Regions from separate parts of the Mus musculus genome. Here region 2 is linked to region 1. Evidence: chromatin contacts called from public Hi-C data. All regions are on one chromosome and are shown on one strand. Each heading gives the region's core, a stretch centred on a gene start, on an enhancer-like site or on the middle of the called end of the contact. The rest is flanking DNA. Distances are from core to core; before and after follow the strand shown. Region 1 holds the start of Serpina12 (serine (or cysteine) peptidase inhibitor, clade A (alpha-1 antiproteinase, antitrypsin), member 12). Region 2 overlaps Serpina5 (serine (or cysteine) peptidase inhibitor, clade A, member 5).

The links. A called contact is a pair of places that touch in the nucleus more often than the background predicts.
Region 2: a Hi-C map of liver shows a contact between it and region 1, with 5 times the contacts expected there. The contact joins the enhancer-like site here to the promoter of Serpina12 in region 1. A contact is called at or near these places in 12 of 39 promoter capture datasets (3T3-L1-derived adipocytes, the HPC-7 cell line, cranial neural crest and 8 more) and 2 of 484 Hi-C or Micro-C datasets (liver and nephron progenitors).

The regions. Positions count from the first base shown.
Region 1 is chr12:104,042,081-104,048,278 of GRCm38.p6, forward strand. It overlaps Serpina12 (serine (or cysteine) peptidase inhibitor, clade A (alpha-1 antiproteinase, antitrypsin), member 12), which reads right to left and starts at 2,363. Exons shown (of 5, transcript NM_026535.2): 1 at 2,183-2,363.
Region 2 is chr12:104,105,632-104,111,829 of GRCm38.p6, forward strand. It overlaps Serpina5 (serine (or cysteine) peptidase inhibitor, clade A, member 5), which reads left to right. Exons shown (of 5, transcript NM_172953.3): 5 at 1-506. Among named protein-coding and RNA genes, the nearest start is that of Serpina3a, 4.0 kb to the right of the region's middle. Within about 2 kb of position 3,085, at least 10 of the 459 cell types and tissues checked have an H3K27ac peak or open chromatin away from gene starts, as enhancers often do. A contact at or near this core is called in liver, where this site is marked.

The sequences.
Region 1 (6,198 bases), core at 1,113-3,612:
CTGGCCAGGCCCGCCTTTGGCTTTTTACTCCGAAACAGCCCACAGTAATCCCATGCTTCCACCTATTTCCACAGCCCCCAAACTGACCCAAATTTGTCAGATGGGTGAGATACTGAAGTAGGCTATTTTTTTTTCTGGCAATTAAAATAGTAGAGCAACTGGTTATTTCCCAATAAATTGATGGGTCAGATCTTTTGAATTGAGTAAGAGTTTATTGGGTTGCAGGCTGGAATGTGTATATGGCTCTCTCTGTGTCTCTGTGCATATGAGTGTGTATTTGCTCCTAACACAAATCACGTGTATAAAAATAAAACCACGAAAAAGAAGGTCGATGCCAAAGGCTGTGGGGCACACAAGAGACAGCGCTGTGATTCCCTGGTCCTTTGCCTCCCACATTATTTGGGAAAACAGTTCTTTCTTCCTATGAATACTTTCACCTCTTATTTACCCCCTAGCAGCATGGAGAAGCCACTGGAACAAGTTACACTGCTAGCATCAAGCCTGCATGCGGTCAGTCCTTGCGGAAGGGACTATCCTTCCACAGTGACACATGGAGACCTTGTCTAATTAAGTGTGTGTGTGTGTGTGTGTGTGTGTGTGTGTGCCCATGTATGAATATAAATGAATGTATAACCCTTCTTTTGGCATTCTGGTGGGTTCAGTTCCTGTTTATAAGATGATATGGTGCTGACCCACAACCTCCGTACATCCTCTATGCATTTCAAATCATCACCACACTGCAGATAGTCACTATACAATGAAGACTCTCTGGCAATCATCATCACACTGGTAAGCTTGCACAATACAAGGATAGAAAAAGAATTCTGCATATTCACTTCCTGTGTAAATGTTGTCTGCAAACATTTGCTGACCCAGAGAAGGTCATGTCTGTGGGTATGGTGCCTGTGGGGACAGGGACCAACTATGGTACTGGTGGGGTTGCACAATGCTTCTCTGGTTAATAGCAGTTGGCTAGAGAAGTCAGTAATAACCAGAATACATGGAGTAAAGACAATCTATTCTCTGGGCAGAGATTTAGACTCATTCACTTTGGAAGAGGAGGTCCCACGTCCACCTCTCTCCTAACAGTGCCACCTCTTTCCTCCTTGACAAAGCCACTGGCCATCTAGCCCTTCTCCAGCCAGTGAGACCAATGCATATGGCTGCTTCTGACGAGTTTCCACCCATGCTGTCTTGAGCTTTAAGCAACCACAGAGCTCGCCGTCCTGTGGGGGACATCCCAGGTTGGCTGCCTACATCAAGCACCTTTCTTTCCATACCCAAAGGACCCTGTGCTCTCTGGGGCCTCAGCTTCCCTCAGATCCTTCCTGGAGTTTGTCAGGATGCAACACTTGGATCTGTCTAGAGCTCTCTGGAGCTGAGAGATTCCAAAGACCCTTCCCAGAGATGTAACAAAGTACTTCAAGAGAGGAGCCAAGACATCCTGGATACACTTTAGGACTCACCTGTTTTAAGGGACTGATGATGTTTTAAGATAAAATTATCTAGAGGCAATGAACATGACATTATTTTTCAAAGCAAGTTGAGAACTAAATGGAAAGACATCTGCCCCACAAGAGAACTCTAACGCTCATTTCTTGGAGAACAGAGGCCGGAATGGCTTTCCTTATTAATTTGTCCTGCAGAATTTCCTTTGCATTCTTTTCAAACATAGTTTTTAAGTGCTGAATGTAATATCAACAACACTCAGGAGGCCAAGAGAGAAGGGTAGCCTGGGCTATATATTAAAACCTTGAGAGAGAGAGAGAGAGAGAGAGAGAGAGAGAGAGAGAGAGAGAGAGAGTTTTCCCCCATGAACTTGTAAGTTGATAGATACTTCCTGGCTCAGCAGCTCAACTGGAAGGAAGCAAACAGCCACAGAGGCCAACTGCGGCAAGCAGAGGGCAGCGAGGACGGCCTTGCTTCTGAAGAGCTCCCTTCTCTCCCTTTCCCCACCCTGTGCAGTTTTCTTCTAAAAATTTCTCAGAAGTAAGTATCCATGGAAACGAACCGAGCCCCCACTGTACCTGCCCGGCACACCCCCAGGGGCTGCTCTTACACACATTAGAAATCCTCCACATTTCTAGAGAGTACAGTGCCCTTCAGCCTTTTATCCTGGAGTTGTCCTCGTGAGCTATAGACTAGAAACTCTACATCTTTCCAGAAGGGGTTGCATACTCACAGTGGGTCCAGGCGCCATCCACAGGGCCAAACGGGCCTGCCTGGTTTGTTTTATTATTTATACCTCCAGGGCCTCCTGAAGAGGCAGAGTGTGGCCAATTGAAGCTGCTGGAGTCAGTCAATGGGCTTCCAGGAGCCGTGGCCACACCACTTCCCCTGAAGGATCCTCCTCATCTCCCACCTCTGGAGCCTAACCACAGCAAGGAGATATGTGCAGACCACGCCCCCTGGGCGGGAGCTACCTCAACGCAGGCCACTCATACCTTTTGCAACTTTCTTTCTATTTTTTTTTTTTTAAGTTTCTCAATCACTGTCTGGAGATTGGGAGAGTCAACAGGGGGACCCGCCTTTGATGATATTGAAATGTCAACCCCTCAGTCACCTTTGTCCTCCATTTTAAGGGATGAGAGCGTTCGGGTAGAGGGTCATTCCTTCACCTTATCTTTGCCTTCACTCTTTTGTTTGTTTGTTTGTTTGTTTGTTTTTTGTTTTTGTTTTTTCAAGATAGGGTTTCTCTGTGTAGCCCTGGCTGTCCTCGAACTCACTTTGTAGACCAGGCTGGCCTCGAACTCAGAAATCCGCCTGCCTCTGCCTCCCAAGTGCTGGGATTAAAGGCATGCGACACCACCGCCCGACGCCTTCACTCTTTATTTAGCTATGCTTCATGTTAGTCATCAGCTCTGACCTCTGACCCGTGACGATCCTTTAGAGGAGTGGTCTGAGAATGGATGAGCAGATAAACAGACCCGTCCATCGTTCCTGTTGGAGTGACGAACCAAAGACCTCAATGGCTGATCTTGACTGTCAAGTCGATGGGATGTAGACTCACCATGGAAACAGATCTGTGCAGGGCATTGCTTTAGATTCATTCAGGTGAGAAGATCCACCCTAAGTGTGGACCATAAGCCTTTAGTGGACTGAGGTCCTAGACTGAAGGAAAGGAGAGACTGAACGAGGCTCCAGTGTTCATCTTCCCGTTTCCATGGAAGCAGCTGCCTCCCGTTGTTGTGGCTGCTCTTTCACCATGGATGGGACCCTCAGACTGTGAGCCAGAATAAACACTTCCTTCCTTAAGCTGTTCTTGTCAGGTTCCCTGTCACAGCAATGAGACAAAGTCTAACAGGAAAGTCTAACAGTCTATCAGTCTATCAGTCTAACTGATGTGCCAGTGTTTGGAGTCACTTCAGAAAGTGACTTTGTGTTTCTGTCACATATTTGATGACATGATGCTTGGGCTTTGTTCCTCTTTGGTTTTTCTGCATTTCCCAGATTACATATTCCTTGGGAGTTAAATTATAGATGTTTAAAAATAAAATAATAAAATTCTTCTTCCTACTGTTTTCACTTCCAGAGTCAGACGAGATGATGTCGGCACCTTCCAAAACCAGTGGTCCTGGTTAGGAAAAGCAGTAGCCCCACAGGTCAATTTTCAATTCTACTAATGAGCTACGGTGTACAGCAGACTCATTGGATATTCCTTTCCCCAAAAGTGATGATTCCCAGTAGCTTCTGTGACCCTGGAAGATGTGACTCTCATCTCCATGCGAGCAGGCGGCAATCCAAGAGAATGTTTATCCAGAAATTGTTTAGCTGTGAACTGTTGTGGTCATGACCCCAATCATTGAGGCTGTGGGTAACAGGGAACTTGGGACTCGGAGCCCTCAGCAGGAAGAGCCCTGAGCCAGCCAAGCCCCCGCCCCCAGAGACTAGGCCTGCCTGGGGACACGTATGCTGGAATCAGAAGCAACATACAGTCTGCACATGCTGAAGTTGGGCTCCATAGACAACAGCCCGTGGCCAGCGCTGGTGGTCTCACCTTGGCAGGGGCTGCAGAGGTGGAGACTGAGAGCGACTGAGTCAGGTGCTGACCCAGAATCTGCAACTATACCATGGCTTTGGGAGGCAAGAACCCTGCCCATTAATGACAGGGTGAGGCCTGTGTGAGTCCCATGGCCACACCTGCCCGACTCTTCCAGACACTCTCTGTGCTCCAGGCCAAACTCCCACAGGAGACATACAGGGAGAGTCTTGGGTCAGAAGCCTAAACCACTAAGGTTTAGGCTGCACGGAGAATGGCTAAAGTCAGGCAGTTCTCAGAGGCCTCAGCAGAGGCAAGAGACCATTAGGAGACCAGGAGGCTGCTGCCAAACACATATACAGTATGGCCCAAGGTTTGGACCAGGTGACCATCGGGGGCTAGAAAGATGCAAATAATTGTCTGTCTGGGGTCATTGCTATAAACCGATGGCTTAGAAGCACTGGCCTCACAGGACTGTTTTGTGCAGGGGCAGAGGGGTCACAAAGAATCCCAGGCTCTCTCCCCTCCTCCTTGGCTTTCCTAGGTAGACCCCACAAAGGCTCTCAGAACATTTAACATTCCAGTCCTGGATTCAAAGCTCTGATCCTGGGGAGTGTATAGGAGAACAAAAGGGCACTTAGTGGGGTTGGGAAGAAACTCCAAGAGGGTAAAGGAGATGACTAATCTCCTGAGCCTATCTGGAGAGTTGAGGCTTGCTTCAAAGATGGGGCATTCTTTAGCTGGGTTCTGAAGGATGAATAGGAGTTCTCCAGGTGAAAACTTGGGTGCCAGAATAGCTCATGAGAAGTCTTGCAGCCCACAGGAAAGTGAGAGCATGATCAAGGGATTACAGACATTGGAAACACATCTTTGACCTTCTGCTTTCTCAGTTGTACACAGTCGTCTCTAGAGCATCCTTCTCTACCTCTGTCTCTACAGGACCCTTCAGGGTGGAATCACCAGCTTGTCCTAGCCTGGCATATCTGCCACACAGGCAGAGGCCTCACTCTGATCTGGGCATGTGCTGCCCTTAGTGCTTTAGACAAAACATCCCTCGGGAGAGCTGGACTGAGCAAGCAAGGAAGAAAGCTCAAAAGTCTCCAGAGAGCCATGATGCACACACACGCAGGGTGGAGATCTTTCCTCCCTGTAAGGGAGTTCCCTCTGATGCCCCCAGAGGCATCTAGGACATCATTAAAAATCCCATGGCGGGAGTAGACGGCAGAGATGGCCAAGTGTTTGCTGGGCAAGCTCCAGAACCTGATTTCAAGCCCTAAAACTCATGTTTTGTTTTTGTTTTTTTAAGTTAGGAATAGCAATGTATGCTTGTGATTCTAGTTGAGGAGGTAGAGATGGGCAGATCGCTGAAGCATGCTGGGTCAGCTAGCCTAGCCACTCAAGAAGTTCCAGGCCAATAAGAGAGCCTGTCTTATAAAATCAAGGTAGTGCAAGCGATGTGATAACACTGGTAGAGTTCTTGCCTAGCCTAGATTAAGTTCTGGGTTCAAGCCTCAAGACTGCATGAACTAAACATGGTGTTGTGCCTTATAATCTTAGCACTTGGGAAATAGAGCCAGGAAGCTCTGTCATCTTCAACTTCACAGGGAGTTTGAAGCCAACCAGGGCTACATGAGACCCTGTCTCTGAAACACAAAGTTATGGTACAGCTGAGGTTGTCCTCTGACCTCCATTTGTATGTTAACATGTATGTGGCCCTTTACAGACACAGACATACAGATAAACACACACACACACACAGAGACACACACACATACACACACACATACACACTATACCAGAAGATAGCTATAAGCTGTTGAAACGAAGACAGAAAGACACAGGAGAGACTAGAGAACAGGAGAGAAAACAGAAGGAGGCACCTGCTACCCAGCCAAGCCACCATGGAACTTGGTATGAGGAAGGATGGGTCCCTGAAGTGACCTTGCTAGGGACTCAATATCCACATGGAGAAGAGTCAGTGTGGCCCTGGTCCACTGTGTACACAGAAACCAAAGAAAGAACCCCCAGGCCTGTCACACAGACACTCACTAGGCTGATGGCAGCCAGTAGTGTCACCCAAGCTCCCACAATGTCAAGAAACTCAAACTTCTAGGAGAAAACATAAGAGACTGTATTTATGGTCACAAGTTAAGTAAAGGCTTCCAAACAGCATACAACGACCTCTTAAAAGGAACTGCCTTAGTCTGAGGATGCTGTTC
Region 2 (6,198 bases), core at 1,835-4,334, 64 kb after region 1:
GGCCTCTCCTGCTCAGTCTAGCTCTACAAAGTTCTGTAAAAGACTGGTCCGCATATATAAAGGTCACCAGGAAGCACAGTCATAAACCTGGTCCCCCACCTATCAGCACCAACTCTCAGTTCATCAGGGTTGAGAAAGGACACTGGATTGAGCTTCTGAAATGCCACTGGTAGCTCTGTAACATGGGAATGGAAATGTCCCTCTCTGGGCCTGTGTTTCTTTGTGTGTCCAGTGAAGGAACAGAACTAGAAGCCCATTCAGCAACCTGTGAGATTCTTACACAGGGGTTGGCTTCTCTATGTTAGCCAGGGGTGCTGTAAGAACTCAGGTTAGTAGCATACTTGAGTAATCAGGGTCAAAGTGTCTCACCACAAACAAAGGTATCAAATCACAAGCCTGGCTGGCTGAGGTGGTGTGATAGAGGTCTGTGGTAAACAGCAGAACTTAGGGTGCAGACTGACTTATTGATTTCCACCTTGGCAATGGCAATAAAGCATTTTGTAAGGACTGGTTCTCACTGTCTTTATGGAGATAGCCCTGGGGGATAGTGACACTTACTATGTTCCAAATTTGGTGCTAGGTACTTCTTCCATCAGAGAACCTCATTTAAAGTTATCACGGGACTAGTCAGCAATTTGTGGCTCAGGTGATTCCAGGGACAGTCAATTTGACAACCATATTATCAAATAGTTTAGCTATCACAGAAGGTCAAAACCTTAAATAAAAAAGGAAGGTTTGTTTTAATGTGTGTGTGTGTGTGTGTGTGTGTGTGTATGTCTGTGTGTGTGTGTATGTGTGTGTTTGTGTTTGTGTGTGTATGTTTGTGTGTTTATGAGTCTGAAGAAGCCAGAAAGGGGCATAAGATTTCTGGGAGTTGAGGTTTCAGGAAGGTGTGAGCCAATGTCTTAGTTTTTTGGTCCTCTGGAAGAACAGGGAGTGCTCTTTAGTCCCCTAGTAAGCCATTGGTCCAGCTCCTTAGTTCCAGGACAGCAAGGGCTATACAGAGAATCCCTGTCTCAACAACAAACAAACAAACAAACAAAAAACCAAAATCCAAAAAACACCCCCCCCAAAAAAGGCCTTAAAAAGACTGCCCCCTACAGTAGTAAGAACTTGTATGTGCTAGTCTGTGCTGGGCATTTTTCATTTGCAAATGCATTTAATCCTCCCTACCCAGCAAGATCCCTCACTGCCCCTGCTTTACATTAAGAAATAGTCAGTGGCAGTGAAGGCCCAGACTCTGAAGCCTGGCATCTATGTGCTGGCTCACAGCAATGCAGGTGTCTGAGGGCTGATCCAGACATCTTGTGTGTGACCATACCAAATGAGTGGCTGTCCATAATCTGGCATTCTCATGGGGTCATCCCACCCCCTCATTCCTTTCTCTTGCATAATGTCTAGACTTGCTTGGAAAATTGACTCTCTCCTTGTTTGCCCAGTCTGTGTAAGTTCACAGAAGAGTTCTATCTAAGGGTCATGTATGAGACCAAGGTCCAGTGCTCCTAAATTTCACTCAACAAACAGACACATAGCAGTCACTGTGCATTATAGCCTAGTCATGGGGAGCCAGTGCATGGGAGCTCTATTGTGTACCACAAATCAGTGTTGTCTTAGAATTTCTTAGAACCCTTTGACCTTAGTGGTTACATGATCCTGGGATGTTGAAATTAGCATCTCAGTAAGACAATGTGAAGGTTTTGCCAAAAGCAGCACAGATCTGACATTGAAGAAGAATTGATGCTTCACTGGAGGGCAAATGTTGAACAGATAGGGTACTTCCAGACATAGGGTCCAGCTGGAAGTGAGCATGAAACAGGGTGTGGAGAAAGAAGACAATAGCCTGGCTGGGCCCACCATGGGGAAACATGAAGGAAAACACAGAAAAAGGAAGTGGTGGTCATGGCCCCTTGGGTACAAGAGCCTTGGATGCTTGACCAGAGTTATTCTAATGTTTCTCAAATAACTAATACTATTGTGTGATTATACCTTTGGCCTCTTCCTGTCCTTTATTACCAGTCTGCACATCAGTTGAGATGTCCACTTTGTCCTCTAGGGAGCACTCACCTTTCTTCTCTAAGGTTCCATCTATCTCTCACCCACTGGGGAAGTGTTGTTCTGTAGGGCTGCAGTACATACAATAGTTGCTCCCCAGAGACACTCCTAGGACAGTCATGATACCTACAGTTGTGCCCATAGACACCTGTATATGTATACTGTTTCCCCACATACCTGCAAATACATAAATAGAAATAAATGAAACAAATATGTAAATAAACAATCATACAGCTTCCTTGCTGAAAGCCAGGAATTAGGAGATTGATGACCAGGGACCTAAAGCTCTCCCTTGAGATTTGGATACACATGGTTCTTACTGTACTTAACAGAAAGAGCTATGCAATCAACTCAGGCCGCCACTGTAGGATCCCACAACCCAACCATCCCTGTGGTGTTATCCTTCCCTCTCAGTGTCCTCTATATCTCTCATAACCCTCACCATTCTCAGTCCCAGGGAGGCTCTGGTTCTTTGAAATTGTTCCATTCCTCATTCCAAAATGTGTCTCACTGTAGAAATGTGCCTAGCAGACTCTATAGCTACTAACTGAGTACATCATGGTGCAACTGTGCAGGCCACACACCAAACACACGAGAATCCTCTGTGCTTCAGCCCACACTGACATCTCAAGCTCTGCAGGTCTAGACACCCACCACACATCAATGCTGAGCTCTCTCTGCCAGTTACTGATCTGACCACGTTCAGGGTCTTGCGTGAACTATGAACCTTGAGCAGTGGGTATATTTTAACTTGAGCACGTGCCTTGACTTCTGAAGTGTGTTTTGTAGGGTCTCAGATTAGAAACTGAGACTGTGTGCCATTTGAGATAAGAGATGTATTAGAAGAGTTATTAATACCATAGACTCAGCATGGTGGGGGCTCTGAAGAAAGTTCAGTTTCATGGGACAATGTGAGTGTCTGCTCTTACAGGTTTCAACAATGATAGGGAGATCTCAGGTCATGGGGTTGATGAGTAGCCATGCAGCCTGATTGTCTGTGGTTCCCTAGACAGGAGGGAGAGGTGTCTCAGGTCAGCCCTTTAGTTAATGTGTATCCAGTATAGCAGATGTGTTGCCTGCAGTTCTTGATTGCTGGGTGCCTGGTGAACTTCCTTTGGGGACGAGAGGATTTCAGACTCAAAAGCAGACTTTCTAGGTCAGTAGTGAGAATCACAGGTTAGTTATGAGAATCAGGAGAGAAACATTCCATCGCAGGTTAGCACCATTGGAATGACCCATAGTCCAAACCTGAGCTCTTTGTTTCTGACAATTCCATCTGTAGGGAGCAGGGATGGGTAAGAAGCACCAGATGGGATGGTCAGTGAGCACATAGATTTCCCTGCAGAGAGGAGTGTCCATCACAGAACCACAGTAGCAGTGGTTGTTGTGCTGGTGGTGGTATAGGCTTGGATGAGTCAGAAGAGAGCTGGAGCCAGGAGTTAGGAGCCATTAGGCAGCCTGCTATGTGAAACCCAGCCAAATGTTAAGAGTTCCTTGCCCATTAGTGATTGTATCCAACCAAATTGGAGACAGAACCATCTCTGCAGTACCTGGTCCAATACAGAGCTGCTAACAGTGTAGTTAATGAGAGGGCTGAGGCCTCATGGACCTACTACCTTGAATATGATAGTCTTCTCTGATCTTGGAAGCTAAGCAGGGTTGGGCCTGGTTAGTATTTGCATGGCAGAATAGTCAGGGTTGTAAAGAGACTTTTCTACAACCCCCCAACTGAGGAGGTTGTTTTCCTTCCCTCCAATCAAATTGGAACCCCTGGCTCTACAGGGGCATCTCTACTCTAGGGAGTGCTGGGGAGGGCAACAACTGCAGAGGGTAGGGACAAACCACTTGAACATCAGAGTTATTTCAGTCCACTAGGAAGCCAACAGAGGGCTTCTAATGGGCCAGTGATCTCAAAAGTCACTCTTTGGGATATTCTGGGATAAGTATGAAAGGATAGGGTCAGCTCAGAAGTCATAGACATGGGGCATATGAGCATCCAAGAGACTGTACGAGATAGGACTGGAAAGGAGTGAGGTGCTCTGCTCACAGAGAGAGCAATCCTGCTCCATGCAGAGTTGAGGGCATGGGGATGACATAGTCCAGGTGGGTAGCCTGAAATGAGCAAGCATATGGCAGGGAACATCTCCCCTTCCCCTCAGGTTGGGTCATCAGGCTTTTCAGGGACAGGTCTTCTCTCTACCATGCTGGAATTGTGAACATACAGGGAATGAAAGGACTCCATCTTGGGAGTTCAGGGAGATTTGGGTGGGGGTGTCGAGATGGATGCTGAGACAGATGCTGAGACAGATGTTCATATGGATGCTAATAGAGATGGCCATGTTGAGAATGAGATCTTGATTTTTCCAGAATAGGGTAGAGCTGGGTCAGTGAGACAGGAGTCAGGGAAGCACCCTCATAGAAGTAGAGGAAGGTGGAGGGCATAGGAATTTCATGGAGGGGAAACTGGGAGGGAAGAGAATATTTGAAATGTAAATAAATAAAATAATCAATAAAAGTTTTAAAAAGACTAAAACTATAAAAGAGAGATTTATTCAAAGAAGAATTAATATCTTAATTAGCATAATAATCAGCAGGAGCACTGAGGTACTGAGGAGAGGTTATGGCAGAGTAGTGGTCACTTCTCATAGCTTCCTCAGGAAGTAGTGTGACAACTGATTCGACTGGTTTCTTTTTGTCATTGTTAGGAATTAGTGAGTTAAAAAAAATACTGTTGTGGGCAAGAAACTTATCACTTGTGAGCAGCTATTAGTGGGGTTTTGGTAGGATAGGGGGAGCATGAACATATAGAAATAAAATGTTTTAGTTCTGGAGTCCAGATTATTTTAGGTTCTAGAATTGTCAGAGGTGAACCACAATGGAGGTGCTTTAGAGTGGTATGGCCCTGGCTAACAGGTGCTCAGAGTCAGGTGTTTTAGGGACAGAGATGGAACCAGCAGGAGGGACAGTGAGGGATTCTGAAGGATGCACAGAAGTCCCCACTATTAAAATCTCAGTGCAAAGCTCTAGTCTCAGATGCTGCTGAGATAGGAGCTGCAAGATCCAGGTAGTAAAGGTTATTGCTAAATGGCAGCATGCTCAGGCTCCACCCCTAAAGTTAGAACTCTATGGTGTCATTGAAGAGATACATGCTTGATTCACAGCCTGTCCTATCAGCCACTGCAGGTTAGACTTCCTGAAGGGCTGCCTCAGGACTAGAATCAGGTGACCCCAGCTGTTGGCTCTTCTGCTCTTAGTCTTGTTACTGTGTCCTCATGATCAGTTTGATTATGGATCAGCAAGGATCAAAGCTGTGTTGGTAAAGAAGATGGACACCAGCCAGATGTTCTGGGTCTAATCTGGATTGACTCAGGACTAACTGACCTGTGGCCTTGTGAGCTTACCACAGTAGACAATCAACAGCTGTCTCTTGATGGAGCTCACCTCAGGAGCCCACCTTAGAAGATCACCACAGGAGCCCAGCTCAGGAGCTTACCTCAGGAGCCCAGTTAAGGAGCCTAGCTCAGAAGCCAGCTCAGGATCCCACCTTAGGAGCTCAGCTCAGGAGCCCAGCTCAGGAGCTCACCTCAGGAGCTACAAGTGAGAATGCAACAGGGTCTAGCCATGAAGAACAAAGCAACTATAATAGTCATTGAGGCCTGAGAGAAAAACGAGCAGAGGAGGGCTACTACCTTGGGAGTAATCTACAGTGTGTCATTGTTGTGGTGTGTGATTGGTTGCTGTCTTCTGACATATCTGTCTTTCTCCCTTGCTCCAAAGGACAAATAGGGAGTCCTCTCTCATTGGCTGATGTGGAATAGATTGCCTCCAAAGCACAGCTTAAAACAATAAACACGGGGTATCTCATGGTCAGGCACCCATGAGGACCAGGCTGGGCTGTTCTGACTCAAGGTCTCTCATGAGCCAGTTGTGGCTGAGGAGTTATCAAGTGCTGGGTGTTTCATGTCCAAGTTCACTCTCATGACCTCTTTCTTCCTTCCTTCCTTCCTTCCTTCCTTCCTTTCTTTCTTTCTTTCTTTCTTTCTTTCTTTCTTTCTTTCTTTCTTTCTTTCTTTCTTTCTTTCTTTCTTGCATGCTTGCTTGTTTGCTTGATTTCTTTACTCCTTTCCTTCTTTTCTCACTGAATGC